Regions from separate parts of the Mus musculus genome. Here regions 1, 2, 3 and 5 are each linked to region 4. Evidence: chromatin contacts called from public HiChIP or PLAC-seq and promoter capture Hi-C data. All regions are on one chromosome and are shown on one strand. The core of a region is the stretch at or near the end of the contact, and the rest is flanking DNA. Distances in the headings are between cores, read along the strand shown.

The links. Promoter capture Hi-C pulls out the DNA fragments that hold promoters and counts their contacts. HiChIP or PLAC-seq counts read pairs in DNA pulled down with a chosen protein or histone mark. Capture Hi-C pulls out chosen DNA fragments and counts their contacts.
Region 1: a promoter capture Hi-C map of liver shows a contact between it and region 4. The contact joins the promoter of Plac8 here to the promoter of Gpat3 in region 4. A contact is called at or near these places in 3 of 39 promoter capture datasets (the C10 cell line and pre-B cells), 4 of 115 datasets of contacts at active chromatin or transcription factors (the 230-238 cell line, large pre-B cells and pancreatic cancer cells) and 2 of 9 other capture datasets (liver and pancreatic islet).
Region 2: a contact with region 4 is called in a promoter capture Hi-C map of pre-B cells. The contact joins the promoter of Lin54 here to the promoter of Gpat3 in region 4. A contact is called at or near these places in 4 of 39 promoter capture datasets (the C10 cell line, neutrophils and pre-B cells), 1 of 484 Hi-C or Micro-C datasets (uterus), 2 of 115 datasets of contacts at active chromatin or transcription factors (memory CD8 T cells and pancreatic cancer cells) and 3 of 9 other capture datasets (adipose tissue, liver and macrophages).
Region 3: a contact with region 4 is called in a promoter capture Hi-C map of pre-B cells. The contact joins the promoter of Cops4 here to the promoter of Gpat3 in region 4. A contact is called at or near these places in 6 of 39 promoter capture datasets (the C10 cell line, hematopoietic stem and progenitor cells, hippocampal neurons and 2 more), 4 of 115 datasets of contacts at active chromatin or transcription factors (large pre-B cells, memory CD8 T cells, pancreatic cancer cells and 1 more) and 2 of 9 other capture datasets (adipose tissue and liver).
Region 5: a contact with region 4 is called in an H3K4me3 HiChIP or PLAC-seq map of the 230-238 cell line, with 19 read pairs. The contact joins the promoter of Sec31a here to the promoter of Gpat3 in region 4. A contact is called at or near these places in 4 of 39 promoter capture datasets (the C10 cell line, neutrophils and pre-B cells), 3 of 115 datasets of contacts at active chromatin or transcription factors (the 230-238 cell line, bone marrow-derived macrophages and memory CD8 T cells) and 3 of 9 other capture datasets (adipose tissue, liver and macrophages).

What each region holds. Positions count from the first base shown.
Region 1 is chr5:100,569,595-100,573,728 of GRCm38.p6, reverse strand. It overlaps Plac8 (placenta-specific 8), which reads left to right and starts at 1,524. Exons shown (of 5, transcript NM_139198.3): 1 at 1,524-1,584.
Region 2 is chr5:100,498,495-100,502,388 of GRCm38.p6, reverse strand. It overlaps Lin54 (lin-54 homolog (C. elegans)), which reads left to right and starts at 1,750. Exons shown (of 13, transcript NM_172714.4): 1 at 1,750-1,888.
Region 3 is chr5:100,516,037-100,520,031 of GRCm38.p6, reverse strand. Cops4 (COP9 signalosome subunit 4) reads right to left here and starts at 1,723. Exons shown (of 10, transcript NM_012001.2): 1 at 1,482-1,723. The coding sequence starts at 1,555.
Region 4 is chr5:100,844,786-100,848,872 of GRCm38.p6, reverse strand. Gpat3 (glycerol-3-phosphate acyltransferase 3) reads right to left here and starts at 2,644. Exons shown (of 13, transcript NM_172715.3): 1 at 2,512-2,644; 2 at 1,925-2,218. The coding sequence starts at 2,065. It overlaps Gm46917 (a long non-coding RNA gene), which reads right to left and starts at 1,314. Exons shown (of 2, transcript XR_001784903.1): 1 at 664-1,314; 2 at 1-196. It also overlaps a transcript of Abraxas1 not described here.
Region 5 is chr5:100,414,463-100,418,534 of GRCm38.p6, reverse strand. It overlaps Sec31a (Sec31 homolog A (S. cerevisiae)), which reads left to right and starts at 2,301. Exons shown (of 28, transcript NM_026969.1): 1 at 2,301-2,432.

The DNA.
Region 1 (4,134 bases), core at 275-2,774, 270 kb after region 4:
GTGGCAAGGATGTGCACCAGTGTGTGGCAGGGAGTTCCATTTCATCCAGTGTCTAGCTGCCACCAAGTAAGTCTGTGCCTCAATCAAGTAGAGGCAATAATACCACCCTTCAGGATCATAAGGCAAATATTTTAAAAAGCATTAAGAACCATGCCTACGGGCCCAGGAGTCAAAGGCACTTGCAGCTAAAACCGGATCCTTGAGCTGGAGAGATGGTCCAGCAGTTAAGAATGCTGGCTGCTCTGCCAGAGAGCGGATGTGGTTCCCAGCACCCACATGGTGGTTAATAGCCATCTGTAACTTCAGTGTTACAGAGGTTCAGTTGGGGGATCCAACACCTTCTTCTGGCCTCTGTGGGCATCAGGCACACATGTACATACACGGTGCACAGGCACGCACACAAGCAAAACACACCTACACACATAAAACTAAATTTAATTTTTTTTTTAAAGAGTGGGAGAAAAAAATACTGACAATCTCAGTTTGACCCCTGGAATCTACAAAATGCATACATACATACATACATACATACATACATACATACATACATACTGATACAGAGGCTCATAACTGTAATCCCAGAACTCCTACGAGAGACTGGGTGGGGGGTGGAGGCAGGAGAATTGCTTGGAAGCTCACAGCTGTGCAGCACAGTGGGAACAAGAGACAAGGCAGCTTCAACAGGAGGAGAGAAGAGACTTCCCAAAGCTGTCCTCCTGTCCCCTGACCTCCACATGCCTGCTGTGATCCTCAGATGCTGACATGTATGTTCAGACACACACCACAGAGAGATGGGGTGGGAGAAGGTGATGGTGATGACAACTACGACAGATAAAAAATAAAATAATAAAAATCACGCCTAACATAAAGCATAACATAACATAACTAACATAAAGTGTTCAGTCTGTTACAGAAACCAAAGCAATATAGCAATATTGGGGGACAGAGGTAGGTCAATAATAGAGCTCTCACCTAAAATGCACTGGCCCTGGGTTCAGTCCCTAATGCCTCAGGGAGGAAAAGAAAGGGGGGGGGGGAGGAAGAAAAGACGGAGGAGAAAGATCTGATCAGAAGCCCGGCATGGTGGTGCATGTCTTTAATCCCAGCCACAGGAGGCAGAGGCAGATGGGTCTCTGAGAGTTTGAGACCATCCTACAAACTGAGCTCTGGGATAGCCAGAACTCTAGAGAGACACACTCAAGGACAGTCTGAGCGGGCCTGGAACTCCAGGTCCCCAAGTGCCTTCTGGTTTCTTAGGTTAAAAGAGGAAAATAAGGTGTGAGACTCGGAGAGCTTTGTCAGGCAGGTAGCTAATCAGGGGAACCACACCCTCTCCTTTCCACCGAGACCTTAGAGGTTAGCCCTTGGAATTGTAAGGAGGAAAACCCTATTTGGTAAGAGATGGCTTTTGGTGCCTGGATTACCACAGCCAATCAGAGCACAGGACATTGCTCTTTGTACTCCAGCCCACCCCTACCCCACCCTCCACGGGGTTGATACCTCCTCCTTTCCTCGGAGTCTCTCTATTTGTAGTAAGACTCAACCCCAGACCACAGGACCGGTTCTGCCCAACCCTTTTGAACTGTAAGTATTTGTTAGGAAGTCTTTAAATCTAGGGGTCTTTCCTTTCAAAGTTTTATCTTATTCCTAACGTCGTTTGAGATTACGCTGAAAGATCATTGTTTTCTTCACTAATTGCTTTAACTTTAGTAATTTTTAGTGGAACTCAGCAATTAGGGGTCAGGCTTGCTAAACGTCATGCTTTGAGCATCTCAGTTGGGATCCTCTGGGCTCTGGGGCACCGTTCTCATGCCCACTGCTTGCTTTCGGGGAGGGCATGTTGTGTGCTGGATTTCCTAACTAGATCTTCTCTCTCTCTCTCTCTCTCTCTCTCTCTCTCTCTCTCTCTCTCTCTAAGTGATCTAGTTTCTTTATACATAATATATATATATATATATATATATATATATATATATTTGTTTAAACTACCTGGAGATTTTTATAGGTTTAGTCAGTGGGATTTCTGTAGATTTATTAGTTTGTAAAGTTTGGGAATCCTTAGGAGTTCTCACTATGAAAGCAAAACTCCAACTGCTCTGGGGGTTTGATCAGTACTCACTAACGCTCCTAGAGAAACACTCACATCTCACGTTGGGCAGCTCACGAGACTGAAGAACACTGAATCTTCATATCAGTGTATAATAGAAGGACTTCAGGCATATGTTGCTTAGAACCTGGCTTTATCGATATTAACAAGATTTATTAATATAACTAGTGCCATGTAACATAATTTTATTAAGCTGGTGTAGTCTCCTTCTAGAGAGTGGTGTGTTCTGAGGCAGAAATATAGGCACAAGAATGAGTCTAAGACTAATAGATAAAATTAAGATATTCAACTGTGAGCCAAATCCTACAAGATTTCCTGGTAGGGGCCAGTCCTTGCCAAGGAATCTCAGAAGGAAGGTATTTATCATGTTGCCTTTCTAAGCCCGTCGACTTAGAGTCCTGTTTCTGTCTCCTCCTCGCCTCTATTTTTTTTTTCTTTTTTCTTTTTTCTTGAGTGGTCCTCACCAGTTTCTATTACTTTCCTATTGCGCGTTTAAGGATGCATGCGGCAGAGCTCTGCCCCCACCGTCAGGAAACTACAGATTTCTCCTTGGCCCAAAACAACTCTATCGCAAGACTTTTTATGCACACAGCTGGGTCAATTCATGTTTTCTAATGGACTTGGAGTTATTTGTAACAGACAAAGCAAAGAGCCAGAGGTTGCAAGGTCTGCAAGTCACTGGGTGGGCGTCTCCACCATCAAGGGGTCCGTCCTGCATCACCAGCAGATAAGAACCATGAGCTGAGTTTGCACGTGCTCTGCAGACGTGGGAGGCTCAGGCAGGGGTTGGGGGGGGGGGGGGTGGAATCTGTCAGCCTGGGGAAAGGAGCACTAGTCACCAAAGCAGCCACATTCCTTTGTGCAGCACACAGGGGCTGCAGCGCAGAAAACTGACGATTACAATCTCCCAGACCCTAGGCTAATTACAGCTTTCCAGAATAGTGACCAGGAATCTGCTTTGCCGGCAAGCTTTCCAAAATGCTTTTGAGACGGGCCTGGGCAAAAATGAAGTTAGTCTAAAGAGATACTGACATCTCATAGTCTTACTCTTCAACTATTATAGCAACAGACCCTAAAGAAATGGGACTGTCTCAGGAGTCTCAGGAGAAGGAAAAGCCTCTGGTCAGAGGAGGGACTTGTCCTGCAGGAAAGGATCCCACGGAGTTCTGCAACTTGTCAGACCACCTTACAGGATGCGGCTGAAGCCACGTGATGCTTACCTGAGCAGATCCCCGCCTTCAGTTTAAGCCTTAATCTCAGACCCCAAATTCAGTACCAGTCTTCACATAAGATAAAATCTGAGGACTGCGGAACCGGCCCAAACATAAAGTCACAGAACACTCCTAGAAACACAGCACAACCTTAGGCAGATGCCGGGCAGTTTGGGGTTCCTCTTTTTTTTTTAAATCCCTTTACTTCCTGGTGACTTTTTTTTTTTTTTTTTTTTTTTTTTTCGAGACAGGGTTTCTCTGTGTAACCCTGGCTGTCCTGGAACGCACTCTGTAGACCAGACAGGCCTCGAACTCAGAAATCCGCCTGCCTCTGCTGGGATTAAAGGCATGCGCCACCACACCACACCCGGTCTTCTTGTGACTTTTAATTTGAGATGACTAAGGTTAAACTTTTGATGGAAGCATTGGGGAAAAAAAAAAGAAACAAGAACAAAAACAAAACGGGTTTAGGGTTAGTTTGCATTGCATTTTACGTTTTATTATAATTTCCAACAGAAGAGGGATTGTGACCGCATCACGGGGCTGCCGTAAGAGTGCACGGAGTGAGTTTTTGCGGACTTCTGGTGTTTTGTTGTTAGTTCTTCTGTTGGTTGGTTTTGGTGGCATCATACCGAGGATCAGGGGCAGGGAAAGGGCGGTGGGCACGCGCATGCTCAGCATGGACTCCCCTGTGCCTGTTGGCTCTTCAACTGTGGAGGAGGTGTTTCTTCTATGAGAAACCGCGCAGGCTAGACAGTCTAAGACCCTCTTCAGAGGAAGCTGGAGGTGCAACCGGCAGTCCTGGAGCGCTGATTC
Region 2 (3,894 bases), core at 501-3,000, 350 kb after region 4:
CTTTTTGAGTTCCCAAGGCAGTAATGACAGCTCCAGAATTATTTATTTATATAAGACGAGCAGTTTGATTGGACAAGGGATCAATCCTTTGTGTGCACAGCTATTGACATGAGTTGGTTTTTTTGTTTTTTGTTTTTGACAGGGTTTCCCTGTATAGCCCTGGCTGTCTTGGAACTCACTTTGTAGACCAGGTTAACCTCGAACTCAGAAATCTGCCTGCCTCTGCCTCCCAAGTGCTGGGATTAAAGGCGTGCACCACCACTGCCTGGCTTCTGTTGCTGCTTTTTTGTTTGTTTGTTTTTTTATTTTATTTTATTATTTTTTCTGAGACAAGTTTCTTTGTGTAGCCCTGGTCGTCCTGGAATCTTGATTCAAGGAAAAGAAGGAAACAGTGTGTGTGTGTGTATGTGTCTTACTGAAAGATGCAGGCTGAGTGCTGGGCTCAAACTCCCAATCTTCTTCTTGCTTCAGCCTTTAAAAAGCTAGAATATGGAGGTGGGCCACCCTGCCCAGCTAAAAGCTTTATTTTATTCTTGATTTTATATGAATTGTATTTATTTTTAAGATTTTATTTTCATGCATATCTGTGTATTTGTTTGTGCCCTCAGAGTCGTGAAGAGGATGTTGGATTCCCTGAAACTGGAGTTACAGGCCTTGTAAGTCACCTGGTGTGGGTGCTGGGAGCTGAACTTAGGTCCTTTATAGGAACGGTACCGGGTCCTAACCATGGTCCTAAGCACGGAGACATCTGTCCAGTTCCTTCTAAGAATTATAATATTCAGCACAGTTGTTGAGTGTTATATAATGCATCACTGGATACCACAGTTCTTATATTCACTAATGTAAAACTGTCATTCTCCACATACATTAAACGCTATGTCATGGTGTGAGTTGTTTTGACCAGATTGCTGACACTGATAAGATTGTACTAGTCATTTTAGTCGTTGTAAAAAATCCACAGTAAACCCGGAAATGTTGCCCTTATTCCTTAGGTCCTGTTTTGTAGTAGTGGTATCAGAACTGTGTCAGCTTGGTGGAAGGAACTCAGAATTTTTCTACCAAGGTGAGGTGTGGAGGTGGGGGTTATCTAAATTTGGGGCCTCAGTCTCTCTGCCTTTTTTCTTCTAGTGATGCCCCCACAGTACCCCCAGGAATACTTGGTTGGAAAGCGATACCTTTAACTTATCTCCCGCCTCCTTCGTGTGGTTCCCCAGGTAGTTTCACGTTGTAAGGCCTTTTTAAAATTTAATATATATTTTTTATTTCTTGGATTTATAAATATCCCAGGAAATGAGATGACTGAATGCAAAGAATCCATATGTATCAGTATAAGGTGTGTTGCAAGACAAATTATCAAAAACTCCCTTTCAAGGTAACTCTGCGTGCTCTCTCAGGAGCTTTTAGGAGCCCCTTGCAACGTTCACGTCTAAACCCCAACAGATTTATTAACATTTGAGAAAGGATGCGGACTCTCTCTTCACTCAGGCGCATCACCAAGCGGGGGCGCGCTGGAAACCGCACTGACCGAGGTTTAGTCACAAAGCCAGAAGCACGAACCCACTTGGAGTTCCCCGCCTTCCCTTTGACGGAGGCCCCAGGAGCAGTCACGTGGAACCCCAGAGCGCTCCCCCAGCCCTGCGCAAAGACGCGACTCGGGTTGCCAGGGGGCGGAGCAGGGGCGCGGAAGGGGCGGGGCTCGGGCCGCCGGCGGGGGCGGGGCGGCGCGCGGGCGGGGCGGGGCGGCCCGGCGTATTATGGGATGCGGCGGTGGAATGGCGCTGGGCGTGATTTTGAACAAACCCGGGTCTGTGTTTCGGAGGCGCCGCCGCCGCGGCTGCTGGGAGCCCGGGGAGCGCGGCGCGAGAAGGAGGCGGCGCCGCCGGCTCGGGTGAGTGTCAGCTCCGGAGACCCGGGCTGAGCGGCGGGGACCGGCGCCGGGCCCGCGCTCGGGGCGAGCGGCGCGCGGGCGGAGAGCGCGGCGGCGGCTCCGGGCAGCCGGGCGGTGGGCCGGTGGGCCGCGGCGGACCGAGGGTTGTCGGGGCGCGGCGCGAGCGGCGGGCGCCGGAGAGCGCGGCTGTCAGTCGGCGGGCCGGCGCCGCCCGCCCCGCGCTCGGGAGGAAGGGCTGGGCGGCTGTTGACAGGCTCTCGGCGCGGCCCGGGAAGCGGCTGCCGGCCCCGGGCTTCTGGGAACCTGTTTTGCTGCTGTGTCATTTCGTACCAGCGCCTCCTTTCGCTGCTGCCCGGCGCCGCGTTCTTCCTACGCCCCTTTGTATGGACTCTTCTGGGTGTGTGTCCGTTTCCCTCGCGAAGCCCACCAGCCAAATGTCATAGTGTCCCCGCGGTGCACGGGGGAAGGGAGCGGGCTGGGACTCAGCCTGGTCAAGCAACGGTAAACAACCATCCGAGTGCCGGTGGACCCGGCTGTTGGTGGGGAATAAAGTTGAAAGATGGAGAAACTGGGAACCCCTTCCACGCTCAGCCTCTAGCGGGCTCTCGGTAGAAACGCGCCGGGAGTGGGTGGGAGACAGCCCTTGACTAAGCCTGAGCCTGCTGACTTTTATATGGAGGTGTCATTCAAACAAGGTAGGGAAATGAAATGGCTTCTGCTTCTTCCTTATTCTTAGGGAAACTTAAGACAGTAGATTAGCCTTGTCCACAACCCTGAGATTCAGCTTGCTGGTTTCTGTTAGGTCTTTAAGAGCTTATAGTATGACTGAATGATAAAGAATAAAGCTTTTGAACTGGCAATTAGTAAGGCTTTCTGAAGTCAAACAGCTAACTTTTGGAGGATGCTGGTCCTATTAAGCCTTGCAGCTTATATGTTCTTAATTCCTTACATGATTAATTACTTCTATTCCCTCTTGGGTGCTTATTAGACTACACCATGAGAGGAACTGGAAGGGGGTGGGAGATGGATAGGTTGTTCCGGAATCTTGTTCTAAAGCAAGCTGTTTTTTTCCCCCCTCTGCATTGAACAAGTGTTATCAGCAGCAGATGGTTTTTAATTTGGAAACTTAGATCCTAAAGTCAGTTGGCAAAGGGTTCTAGCGAAGAGCTGGATTTTCTATATGTTAGAAGTTGATGGTTATGAATGATAATAGAGTTGAATCAGTAATTTAAATTTAGTAGTACCTGAGTATCTTAAACCAACGACAAATTGACATAATGTTGTTCATGGGCAAAAATGGTCAAAGTTGAGAGGAAAACAGTTCAGAACTTTATTCTTAAAAATGAAGGGGAGAGGAGACCAATGTCTGCATGATCAGCGCCTGTAATTTAAGGATGTCCGAGAAGTCAGGCATGCATATAGAAATAGCCATACTGTCAACATAGTCCTATGAGTGGAGTAGAATGCCAGCGTTGGTGAGTGACGTTAAAGCTCTCCAGTGACTCTGAAATATACGTGAAACATGGTCTACCATCTCTCTCAAGTGTGTTTCTGGAAATGAAAGTTTGAGGTTTTACTGTTCTTGTGTCAGATTCCACACGGCTTGCCTTCCTAACCAACATCCAGGCCTTGGAATCCCGCAGGTATCACGATTCCCCGTGGCGTTCCTGCGGGTCTCCCGGGTGCCGAGTGTTTGGTATTGGGATGTTGGGTCTGGCATGACCCGCCGGTGAGCCCTAGAACCTCTCCCTCCCCCCTGAGTGCGTTTGAAGGTTGGCGGGGCGGACGGGAGGTTTCCCCGGATATGTGGGTGTGCGCTGCTCCGGAGGGCGGGCCGGGGCGGGAGCAGGAGGAAGGGGGAGGTGACTGGCGGCGGTGGCGGCGGCGGCTGGGGCTCGGCTGTCGGGGGAAGCTGCTGAGCTGTGATGGTGATGACGAGGTGAAAATGGCGGATCTTTCGAAATACAATCCCGGCCTCTGACATACCAGAGGCGGCGGCCGCGGCG
Region 3 (3,995 bases), core at 474-2,973, 330 kb after region 4:
TGGGGGGTGTCACTTTTATATTACTCAATTGTGTACTTATTTAGCTACAACAGGCAAAAGAAACACCCTATTGGAGACATGCTACTGTTCATTTCTAATTCCGGGCTAGAGAGATAAATAGTAATGAAGTTCCACAAGATTTTCAAGTTCTAACACCTGCATCTTAGCTGATAATTAATGAACTTACATTTTCTGTAATAAAGAGAGAAAAAAACAAAGGAAATATAAGGGAATACATAAGCTAGTTTGACTTCTATCCAAAGCTATAAAAGTATTAATACATGGAAAAACAACCAAACGATGAAGACATAAATGAACTATTTCCAACCCCTGGAATAAGTCGTATGTACTTACTGACTGCTTCATAACAACATTATGACATTTTCCAGATACCAGGGACTGTGCTCAGTTATTGAAGTGTAATTAGTACATAGACACATGCTCATTTTGAAATCAGATAAGACTAAGCCTCACGATTACCCTTCCATTTTTTTAAAGCGGAAAAATAAAGAATGATGTAGTTAAGCCCAGGTTATACAACTAAATTTCCCACTAATAAGGTAGACTGTACTTTCTACACAGAAAAGCCCAGCACAGCGGCCACACAACACACACACCATTTCAATGTGCAGGTTTGAGCAAGAATATTTCATTAATTAGATCAACATGCCCTCAGCTGTGAGGTGTAAATGTTAGGGCCAATTGAAGGCATACTTTCATTAGAAGGCAAAACTGTGAAAAATCTACACAAAGAAGACTACAGCTGTTCAACAACTGCTTGAGGGGACTGAAACATGTCCCAATTTTTGACCTGTCGTGGCTCTAAGCACCCTAAGGTTTCGACAAAATTCCTTAGCAGACCCTGGAAATATCACTGTTCTAGACATCCTGAGCCCGAGGACATTCTGCCTGTGTTCTCTTCTCCAGAGTTGGTGACAGACTGCGAGTATCCAGAACATAAGGACCCACACACGCTATGAACTGAGAGAAGTTCTGGACCACATGACAGCATCCATACCTCCTCTGCCCCTATCAATCCTGGAAAGCCATCTCTTCGAAATAAAAGTCTGCATCAAAGTCCAGAATATAAATTTACCTCCAACACGGCGAAGGCAGGGGCGGCAGCGAACCGAAGTCAAACTCGGTGTGTCGGGCTCGCCGAAGAGACTCTAAGGAAGGCGCCCACCGCCGGGCGAGCCGTCATCTTTCTTACCTCGCTTCCAGAAGCCAAAAGAACCCGCAGAGGGCGTTATCAAGGACTTAAGAAGCTGGCAGCCACCTGGGGTCCTGGGACGGTCAGGACCCCAGCATACCGTCCCTACAGCTTTCTGTTGCTCCCAACATTTACCGCCACAGCCGAGTTCAGGCCCGCCCCCCTGAGTCAGGCCTAGCTCGAGCCTCACGCCCCGGAGCGCCCGTCGCCTCTGGGAAGATAAACTTGCGGCTTCCTTCCTACCTCTGTACTCCTAAGAAATACTCACTTGCCCGCCAGATCTTTATGAGAGCCGCTTGAATTCATGAGCTGGGCCAAATCCTGTCGCACGGCAGCCGCCATCTTTCCTCCAGCTCAGCCACGGCTGCGGGACCTCTCGCTGCCAAGAAGAAAACGAGCGTGGTCCTCCAGGAGGCGGGCAGAGGGGACGCGAGGTGCCATAGAGCAGCGTCTCTGTGGGCCAGAGCGCCGGATAGGGGAGCAGGAATTAGCTCCGCCCTCCGAGTTGAGTGACACCAGACTCCTCTCCTCCGGTTTGAGGACCGCCCAGGTCTCCCGAGAGACGCAGGCGCTCACGCTCCGACCTGGGATTGGCTGAAGAACTTGAGGGCGTGTACTTTGTGCAACTTCAGTAAAGGCCCGGCAAGTCAAAGGACGACGTTTTCCCTAAGTTCCGGGACTGATTATTATCGTTCTCCGCTCCGTTCTTTAAGGCATCACTTAAACGACCTATGTAAAGAGTTACTTCCAATTCACTATAGTCCAACACTGAAGAAAAAAGAAACAAAAACCAACCAACACACACACACGGAATGTCAATTCCAAAGATAAGAGGAAAAATACAACAGACCCAAATCATCATTTTACAACAAATTACAACAAGCAATCCATGAAAGCAAGCTTTTTTATTCGTGTACACAAGCTGCCTTCCCCTAAGGTGGAGTTCAGTAGGTCAGCCCTGGATTCAAGGAAGACAAGGTGTTTATAGCTCAGGGGTAAGGGGTTCCATATCGGAGATTTGGCGGGCAAACTAGGCGGCGAGCAAAACAAGGTAACACAACAGGTAGCCATAACAAGGTAGTCATAGGTGGTCATGGAACCTATGCAGCAGATAAGGCTCCAAGGTGGTTATAAACCACTTCTTGAAGCAAAGACATGACTTCTATTCCTGGAACAGGCAGTGCAGAACATTTTGTAGTTAAGGTTACAGGTGGAGAATAGCCCAATGTCTGACAAACAAAGGTTTAGTCATAAACAAGAAAGAACCTAGTTTGTCTGGAACAGAGGTTTAATGGTAAACAGAAAGGAACCTAATCTGTCTTTACTATATAAGATGGCTTTTAAGTCTGAAATGGAGACAGGCTGGTTCTTCAGATCATTTACCTGGGAAAGAGTATACCACGATCAAGAATATGCTCCTCCCACGATGAGTCACTGGCATCTAAGTGTGCCGATGTCTGCGTTTTTTCCACTTGGGAGGAAACTCAACTGCACAGTTTATGATCATAGTGGACTGCTTTTGGCACATTCCCCTTATAAACAAATAAATAGCTAGGTTTCATGGTGGTCACCGTAATACTAGCACTCCAGAAGTGGAGGCTAGGGAATCAGGAGTTCAAGTCTATACCCCTGATCCTATCGACTTGGAAGCCAGCTGGGATTACTAGAGACCCTGTCCCACAAAGCTCTAAGATGTAATACAGATTAATGTGCACACACACACACATACACATATACCTTTGGACTATATATGTGCATTCCTTGATACACCCTGTATCTTTTTAAAGTGTTGGTTATACATACCACTTTGTTCAGACAATGCTGATTTTCATCTATTGTTCTGAAGTGATTAGTAATACTGCCCTTCAATTGAGAACCTGTTTCACGAGTGACAAGGTATGTGATCATCCTGCATTTACATGTGGTTACATTTCTTATTCATGTTTTCTTACAAAACTTCTTTCCAAAAATACAATCTGATAAATGCAAGGTTTTTGTATTCGCTTCCTTTCACAGAAAGTAACATGCCTTATTGTTCTCCTTTAGAGTTTTCTCTTTTTTTCTGGTGACCTAGTCATATAAGACATTATTATTTCTGTCATTATTTTTAAAGTAGCAAAGGTATGTTACAACATACAGGACATATGAAGAACGTTTTTTATAGAGCAGCCAATGGTGCAGTGAATGAACTTATATGTGCATGATTTAAGATGTGTGCAAGTAAAATACATTCCCCAAAGTGAGTCAGGATGCATACACATTTTTTGGCAGATATTCCCAAATCATCCTGAACAGGAGAATTCTAGTATTTTGTCTTCCAGTCAGATATATTTAGGATTGCAATTTCTTGCAGACTTACCTACAACAAATACTAACTTGAAGCATTTAGCCATCTTGGCATGTTACAAATGGCATGTTCTCTCTTTGGACATGAGCAAGGCAAACAAAGTAAAGTAGAGGTTATCCACACTGTTCAAATCACGTCCTTTTGGCAAGAATGCCTAACAGTGGTGAGCCCGGAAGCCCACTTTCCAATTGGGCAGCCTTTGTGTGCACAGAGCTTAATGGCATAGGCCTCTCAAGGCCTGCCTAAACAGCTTAGTGGGACCTGTGTGAGAATAGAAAGTATAAAAAAGGCTGGGGGTAAGAGGTGCTGGATAGATGACTCAGCGGTTAAGAGCACTGACTGCTCTTCCAGAGGTCCTAAGTTCAATTCCCAGCAACCACATGGTGGCTCACAACCATCTGTAATGGGATCTGGTGCCTTCTTCTGGTGTGTCTG
Region 4 (4,087 bases), core at 1,395-3,894:
AATGAGCACCTGGAAGCCAGCATGTGCCTGTGATTCCCCTTATCTGGTTCTCCAAAGGACACTGCTGCCCAAGAAACCAGCTAGGTCATTTCAGGAGGCAGTGCTGAAGAGGATCACTGCTGTATGTGGAGTTAGCATTCTGAAGAACGGCCAGTAGGGAGGAAACTAAAATCCGCAGCATAGTGTGACTACAACACTGTGTAATGGCAATAAGAAGAGAGAAGAGAAAAAAAAAAAGTTAAAACCTTGAAGGCTAGCTAACAAGGTGGCACACATCACTCAGTGCTTGGGAACCTGAAGCAGCAAGAGCCAAGTTCAAGGCCAGCAAGTGTGAGCTAAGAAGTGAGATGCCATTTTGGAAGAGAGAGTGGGGCAGATAAAAGAATCTAACCATTTTAAGGACTCACAAAGTGGCCAGCAAAGAGAAAGTCCAGCAAAGGCCTAAGGGAAAGCATTAGCAAGCAGCAGAGGTAGAGATGTGCATCTAGGAGCCACTCCAGTGCTAAAAGCAAGGGACAGAGCCAAGTCCTACGGGAGGGCAGAAAGTACAGGTCAAAAAAGTGCACAGCTACAGATGGTAATAAAGAATCAGGAGAAACCGAAGGCAGCAGAATCTAAGCAATCGTACCCCGTCATTTAATCATAAAGACACAAGGCACCCACCATGCACGAGTGCCCTCCTACGGACTCAATGCACTGATGTGTTCGCACTCCTAAAAACTACGTGGAAAGCTAAGTCTGACGGTCCCACTCTGTAACACCAGAAAACAGAAGGTGGATTGTCAAGAACTTCAAAGCCAGCCAGGGCACCAAGAGTGAGATCCTGTCTCAAAACCAAAACAAAATCTATATGCAAATAGGCATTGTTTCCCCTCTTTTGAGGGCGAATACTATAAGGTACAGGGATCAGATGACCTTGCTAGATCAGATACAGAGAAACAGGGATGAGATTTGGGTACCAAACCAATGCAAAGCTGTACAGCCTACAGAGCCTCTGCATTCACTGTTGTCACACTTAACTCAAGCAAACGTCTGAACTCCGATTCTCACATCACTTGCCTCCCGGCCTGGAGTGGCCTTCTAAATTTTACTAAAAAAGAGTGTATAAGCTTATGCTGATGTCGTCCCTCCTGTCCCTCCACTCAGTTGGATCTAACACCTTTGTCCTTGAAATCTGCAAACAAACCCAGGACCAGAAACCTTTGGGATAGTATTCCAGTGCACCTGATTAGATAAAAATCCCCGTGACTACATTAAAATAAAATCTGATTCTTCAGCCGGGCACTCGGGAGGCTCGGGAGGCAGAGAGGCAGGCAGATTTCTGAGTTCGAGACCAGCCTGGTCTACAGAGTGAGTTCCAGGACAACCAGGGCTACACAGAGAAACCCTGTCCAGAAAAACCAAAAAAAAAAAAAAAAAAAAAAAAAAAAAAAAAAAAAATCAGATTCTTCTCTGCCACCCAGCCATTTGGTGTCTTATATTGGGCACCAAGTGGAACAGGATGCCTCTGTAGTCACAAAAGGACCTCTGAAACCTGGGGCTGTAAAAACTCAAGAGTGAAGTGACAGCCCGAGAGGCATAGTGGGTAATAAACCTGCTGATACAGCAAACGGCTGTCCTGGGGTTAATCTAGTAAGAAAAAAAAAAAAAAAAAAAAAAAAATAGTAGTGAAGAAGAAATACAGATAGAGGGATTCTTGTGAGGTGGGCTACTGTTCTTGACTGGTATCAGGCTGTCTTTCTCACTACAGCAGACCAGAAACTGAAATATTCTCTCGGGTCCCCGTTCCATCTCCACCCCGACCTCCCACCACTGACTGACCCCCTTGCCCAAATTGCTTTCACAGTTCAAAGCTCAACCCCTGCCACTCCAAGATCCGAAGTCCTCAGAGCAGCGGGAGCTCCACATCCTTTCCTGCACTCACCTCCAAGGTTTTCACCAGGATCTTCATGTAGATCTCCGAGATACCCAGGGATAATCCGAAGGCCGAGGGTAAAAGGATGAGGCCGCCCACCAGCGTCAGCCAGGTGGACAGGAGCTTCACCGCCAGGTCTGCGCCCTCCATGTCTCAGCACGCCCTCAGGAAGAGGTCCCCAGGAAAGCCGAGAGCGGTAGGTGTCAGAGTCCCAGGCAGTCCAGCCGCAGTTCGGAAAACACAGCGTCCAGCCCGGAGCCGGGCTCTGAGGAGTCTTTGCCGCCCGCCTCGTTCCCTTCAGCTCTGCGGAGCGAAGAGGAAAGGGAAGGCGAGAACTCTCAGAACTACTGCGATCTCCTTGCTTCCTCCCCTTGGGTCCCGGTTGGCCCCGCAAGCTCACTCTCTACTGGAGGCCCAGGCCAAGCTGTAGCCACGGCAGCCGGCTCAGACCTGAGTGTCTCTGGCGAGAAGACCCAGCTGGGTGACCTACGGGACACCCTAGTGCAGTCAGAGTGCATGGAGGCAGCCAGGAACGCGCCCCACCCCGGGCCTGATTTCCTCCGGGTAACGATTGCGACAACCCCGCGGTGACTCACCGAGGCCCTCCGGCAGCGAGGATCCCCGCAGGTTCCCTGCACCTCGGCGTGGGCTGCGGGCTATGCGGGTAGCCAGTGGCTTTCGGGCGCCGGGCTCCCTTTTTCTACACTCTACCCTTGCCCCACCCCCATCGCCACCCAACAGGGAGCTCCGGGGCATGACCGCGTCTCCCGGGCGCTGCTGCCTAGAGAGCCGCCGCCCTCCGCCCCGCCCCCCCGCACTCCCAGCAAAGGTTCTTTCGGTAGCAGACTTTCCATCTTCACCCACAGAACGGACCGCTGACGTCCCCGATCGCTGCGGAAGATCTTGTTTGTGAGCCTGCAACACGACCTCCTGGGAAGGGCTTTCGGGAGGAGGAAACTACTGAACAAGGGTGAGGCAGTCGCGCACCGTGGCTCGTGGCTCTCTCTTACCTCCTTCCTAGCTGCAGTCAGGGAAAGAAAGCTCGCCCGCTTTCTCTCTCTCCACAAGTCGCCTTAGCCACTCTGCCACCACCTCTCTAGCCACAAAATAGACCCAGAAATTCCAAGCGGTTGTGTCGCAGAAGACTGGAATTCCAGCACTTACGCTCGGGAATCTGCGACTGGAGAATTCCGAGGAGATGGGTCTGGGCTGTTTTGAGTTCCAACAGTCAGCTTAAGACTAAATAGGTAGATCCTTTATAGACCTTGCTTTAAAAGGGCAGGCGGACCGGTGAGCGGGCGAGGGGGAGGGGAGGACAGGACACCCTAGAGGCTGTTTGTCACTCCCCTCCCTGGAGGAGATTCCAGTCTAAGCTTCCCTAGCATCCGCCTACACCGACTGCAGAAAACGCTGCGCAAATACTAACCTTCACCTAACTGGCTAAGAGTTTCTCAGGGGTCCACGTCCCACGCCGCTGTGATGAACGGCCTTACTAGAACGAAGAAGGGAAAATCCTGCACGCGTATTCCACTGCAGGACAACCAGTTTTAACAATAAGCGTGAGAAAAGATATTGAGAGCAGCAGTTTGCAAAGCGACTGACTAGGATCCAAACCATCACCGAGTCGGCCCTCAATTCTTAGAAGGACCAAACTCTTACTGTTGACAGTCGGGAGTCAGTTTGGGAGCTGGAAAAAGTGAGAGAGCTAGCAAAATGAACTGAAAGTATTTACAGCAAATATTGCAGAGAAAGCTGCCCTCACCTCCAGAAGGGGTGGAGGAAGAAGGAAGCCGGCCTTAAAGACTGTACAAGTTTGTTCTCTGAGCCTCCTGCCAGGTAGGTGTAAGACACTTTTCCCACTAAGAAGGGGGAAGGGGAGGACAATGAAGTTATGAAGGAAACGGAGCTTACTCTCAAAACAGCTTCTGGGGTCATTGAGGTGGCTCATCAACAAAGTTGCCTGATGCCAGTCAGCTAGGATGACCCGTCAATCTTTGGACACCACCACTACCCCCCCCCCCCCCCCCCGTATAAGGGGAGAACCAATTTATCTCCTGCCCACCTGTGCTCGGTGGCATGCCTCCCCACACACACAAAATAAATAAAACGTAACAAAAATTATTTTTTGAAAAGCATCTACCAGGCATTATGTGGAAAACCTGTAACCCCAGC
Region 5 (4,072 bases), core at 1,052-3,551, 430 kb after region 4:
TGAAAGTTTCATTCTCATGGAACAAGGCTTGATTAATAAATTGACTGAGATGAGCTAAAAGACTTGTGAATGGTACTAGGTTTTCCTTGATAGGGGCAGGTGGTCCTTTGCAAACTCTGATATTGTACAACTATCACTTTACCACCAGTCCCCCACAGTCAACCTGGTGGTACAGGACTGAATCCCAGCCACTTAGACAGGTTAGCAAGTTCATGGACAGCTGTTGGTTATACCAGGGATCACTGCCTGTCTCCGTCCCTCTACTGCTGGAGTGACAGATGGTGGCTGCTGCCCTAAGCTGATACATAGGTCCTATCCTCATGCTGGGGTGGGGTGGGCCGGGCCACCATTTTCTCAACTCTGTAAACTTGCTTTTTAAAGTGAAATACATATGTAGAACACAGAGGGGGTGAATAAAAGACATGTCCACTTTCCAGTACTTCTGACTACCAGCTTGTTGCTAGGGATCAAACAGCTTTGTGTATGCTATGCAAAAACTCCCACTATAAAGTATACCCTCAGCATGGAAAGACAAGGAGTCACCATGCAGTTCAGGCTGGCCTCACAATCTTCCTGCTTCTGCCTCAAAGTCCAGCTTGCTGATACCTTGTGTTCAATAAAGAAGCATCACTAGCATTACTTTCAGCCGGGCGTGGTGGCGCACGCCTTTAATCCCAGCACTTGGGAGGCAGAGGCAGGCGGATTTCTGAGTTCGAGGCCAGCCTGGTCTACAGAGTGAGTTCCAGGACAGCCAGGGCTACACAGAGAAACCTTGTCTCGAAAACCAAAAACAAACAAACAAACAAAAATTACATTCATGTAAGGAGTCTATAAGCAAGGTGTTACAGGAGACTTGGGTGTGGTCAACAAGGGTAATAAGTTAGGAGATCTCAGTTCAGTCCAGGTGCTAATAGTTTATGACAAGTGATTTTCATCTGGCTTGAGTTCACTGATGAAATAATCCCACCTTAAATTAAAAGTACAACCAGGCAGCACATACGTTAAGGTTGGGAGCTCTAAGGGAGATAGTTTAAGTGTCTGGGACCAAAGGGTCCCAAACCAACCCCATCTTGTTAAAATGTACAGAAATGTACTAGACCTAGCTTAAGTTGGGATAGAGAATTTCAGCACCTAATTTCTTTTGTTGTTTATGGTTTATTCACTTTTTATGTGTTGAGTGCCTGTATTTATGTATGTGCTTTATTGCATGCAGATATTGCTGGAGGTCAGAAGATGGTGTAGGGTCCTTTAAAACTGGAGTCACAAATACTTGTGCACTGCCGTATGGGTTCTGTGAAATAAACCCAAGCCCTCTGTAAGAGCAGCAAGTGCTCTCAACTGTTAAGCCGTCTCTCCAGCCTTTGGTGGTGGTGTATTTTCTTTTGCTTTTCAAGAAAGGCTCTCTTGCAGCCTAAGGTGACCTGGATTTAGACTAGCCTCGAACTCCTGATCTTTCTGCCTCTACTTCTTGAGTGTGGTGGCATCATATGCATGGGCCCAATTCAGCACCCATTTCATTCTTTTGCTCTACAGACCAGCTTCTACATTTCCAGTTACTGGTTTATATCTTTATCTCTATCTATCTATCTATCTATCTATCTATCTATCTATCTACCTACCTACCTACCTACCTACCTACCTACCTACCTACCTACCTATCTATCTATCTATATCCCTAAACGAAAATCTCAATGCTCCAATCTGAGAGCAACACACACACACACGCTTATTTTGTTCCGGTAGCCCAGGGCGAGTGCTAATAGGTTTGAATACCATGGATAGCTACTGAAATATTAAGAATATGAACTTAATTCGATATACCTCACTCACGCAGCTAAGCCTCTATAGAGTATAAGCCTTTGGGTGTGTGCGACAAAATCACGTAAGTTCTCAAAGGGAAGACGCAAAACCAATAATTAACTTAGCCGAGTCACAAACTGAACCGGTCCTTGCAGCCAGTTTTCGCCCGCCTTGTCTAGTGTGGGTATTGTCGCCAGCAGCTGCTGACGCCTCACAGGAGTGCTACGTGGCGTCCTCGCGGTCACCGCTCTCCTTCCCCGACGGAGACGCCCAGCTCGACTTCCCCTTGATCTACCGCCAAGCGGATGCATCCTGAAGTTTAGGCGCCTCCTCACGCCGCGCGGCTGAATCCTTACCTCCGGCCAGACTAGCCTACCGGAGTGGCTGCTCCCGGAAGTGCTGTCCCGCGGGGTGGGAGGAGCGAGCCGCTGCTCCCGGAAGTGCCGGCTGGCCGGGTGGGCGTGGCGAGTTGCCGCACCCGGAAGTGCCGGCCCGCAGGCGGGGCTGCGGCTGCCACGTTGGAGCGGAGCGTGGAGGTGGCCCTGGGCCGCGGAGGAGGGGCGGCGGCGGCGGATCCGGGGAGAGGCCGACGCTCGCCGGCTAACGCAGGACAGGTCGCTGAGGTCCGCCAGGTGTGTCCGCCGTTTGTTTCCTGCCCCTCGCCAGGTTCGGTGTCCGCTGCCGAGGCCCGAGGCCCGTTCTCCGCTGACGGCGCGCCCCCGTCTCGTTTCGGCCCCGCCGGGACAACGCCTGGAGTCGCAGCAGGCGGGTGATCGTGCCGGTCATCCTCTGCCGACGTTTCCAGGCTGCCCTGCTCGGGAGTGAGTTTGAGGTTAACCTTTCAGTCCCTGTGCACAAAGTGGTGCGATCCCCAAGGGCATGGAAGGGAAACAGACCTCGGGATGATTTCTTTGACTTCACCTAGGTTGAGATTTTTGTGTTAAGTTGTGTTTGAACTGTTGCCAGATTTAAAGGACCATAGATTTGAAAGGAAGGCTACTGTCGTTTAACTAGGACTGTATTATTTAGCGACAGCAGTCGCTAATCACAGCCGGTGCTTCAAAAGCATATGATTTTGCTGCTGTTGTATTAAATTACATTGTGAGGCAGTTGTAAAATAACTGCCTGGACTTGTGGGCATGTAAACTTTTTCTGTGAGCTCGTAGAACTAATTCTGCAGGTCTTCCTGGAAGTTGCAAGAGTTTTTTTGATAGTTCCTCCAAATTGTTAAACTATACAAAGTTGAAACTTGGCTCTTTGTCTACAATTGTAACTCTTATATATATATATATATTTATATGTATAAATAAAATTAGAAGCTCGCTCATGTGACCGTATCCTCTATATCCTGATTATTCAGGAGTTGGATAAAATGTACTGCCCTTTTAAGTAATTCTGTCCTTGTTTCTCTTCGTTACAGCAAACCAAGAAAGGTTTGCAGGGAATAAGAACTTTTGGATAATTTCTATCTTAATTGTGAATGTTACACATTGTGGAGTCTGGAAATGTGAGATTTGCGATGAGATTTGGATTTCACTGGTAAATTTTGTAAACAGGTTTTTTTCCCCCCCTGAAACATGTAAGAGTAGAAAGATATTTGTGAACTGTTAAAGGCAATGGCTATCAGTCTTTTGGCATTTTCATCCCCCTTTGGAAGCATCGGGCTTTTCCTAGAAAAGCATGCGCACACTGTATGCACATACCTGGGTAGGATTTTCTGTGTAATTTCATGAGGTTCAAAAATCCCGCATTAAAGACTTGTCAAGTGATACAGCAAAATTAATTTCTTTTTGTTTCTCCCTCTCTTCTTCCCCGTTTCCTTCATTCTTTGAGATAGGGTCTCTTGTGGCCCGGAGTAGTCTCAGACTTATTGATTAGCTAAGGATGACCTTGAATTCTGACCCTCCTTCTCTAACCTCCGGAGCTGTGGGATTTCAGGCATCTACCATCACACTGGAAGTATTTTCTTTTATTGTAGATTAACTTCTTCTCCTAACATTTTATCTTGTAGATTTATAAGATAACATGCAGTTCTGCAACCGCGGTTGATTTTTTTTTTTTTTTTTTTTTTTTTAAGTTTGGTTGAGTGAAGTGAGCCTGGAACAGCTGATAGTGCTAAGGAGCTTTTGGAGAACAAATATTCCTGTCCTTTGTGAGTTATTCTGCCCACGTGGACCTTTACTAAAAATGGTCCCAGGCTCGGGTTTGCACTCTCCGTATAAGAATCAAAGGTGCTGAGTCTGTCACCTCTGAGGTGTGGGGCAGCTGTTTG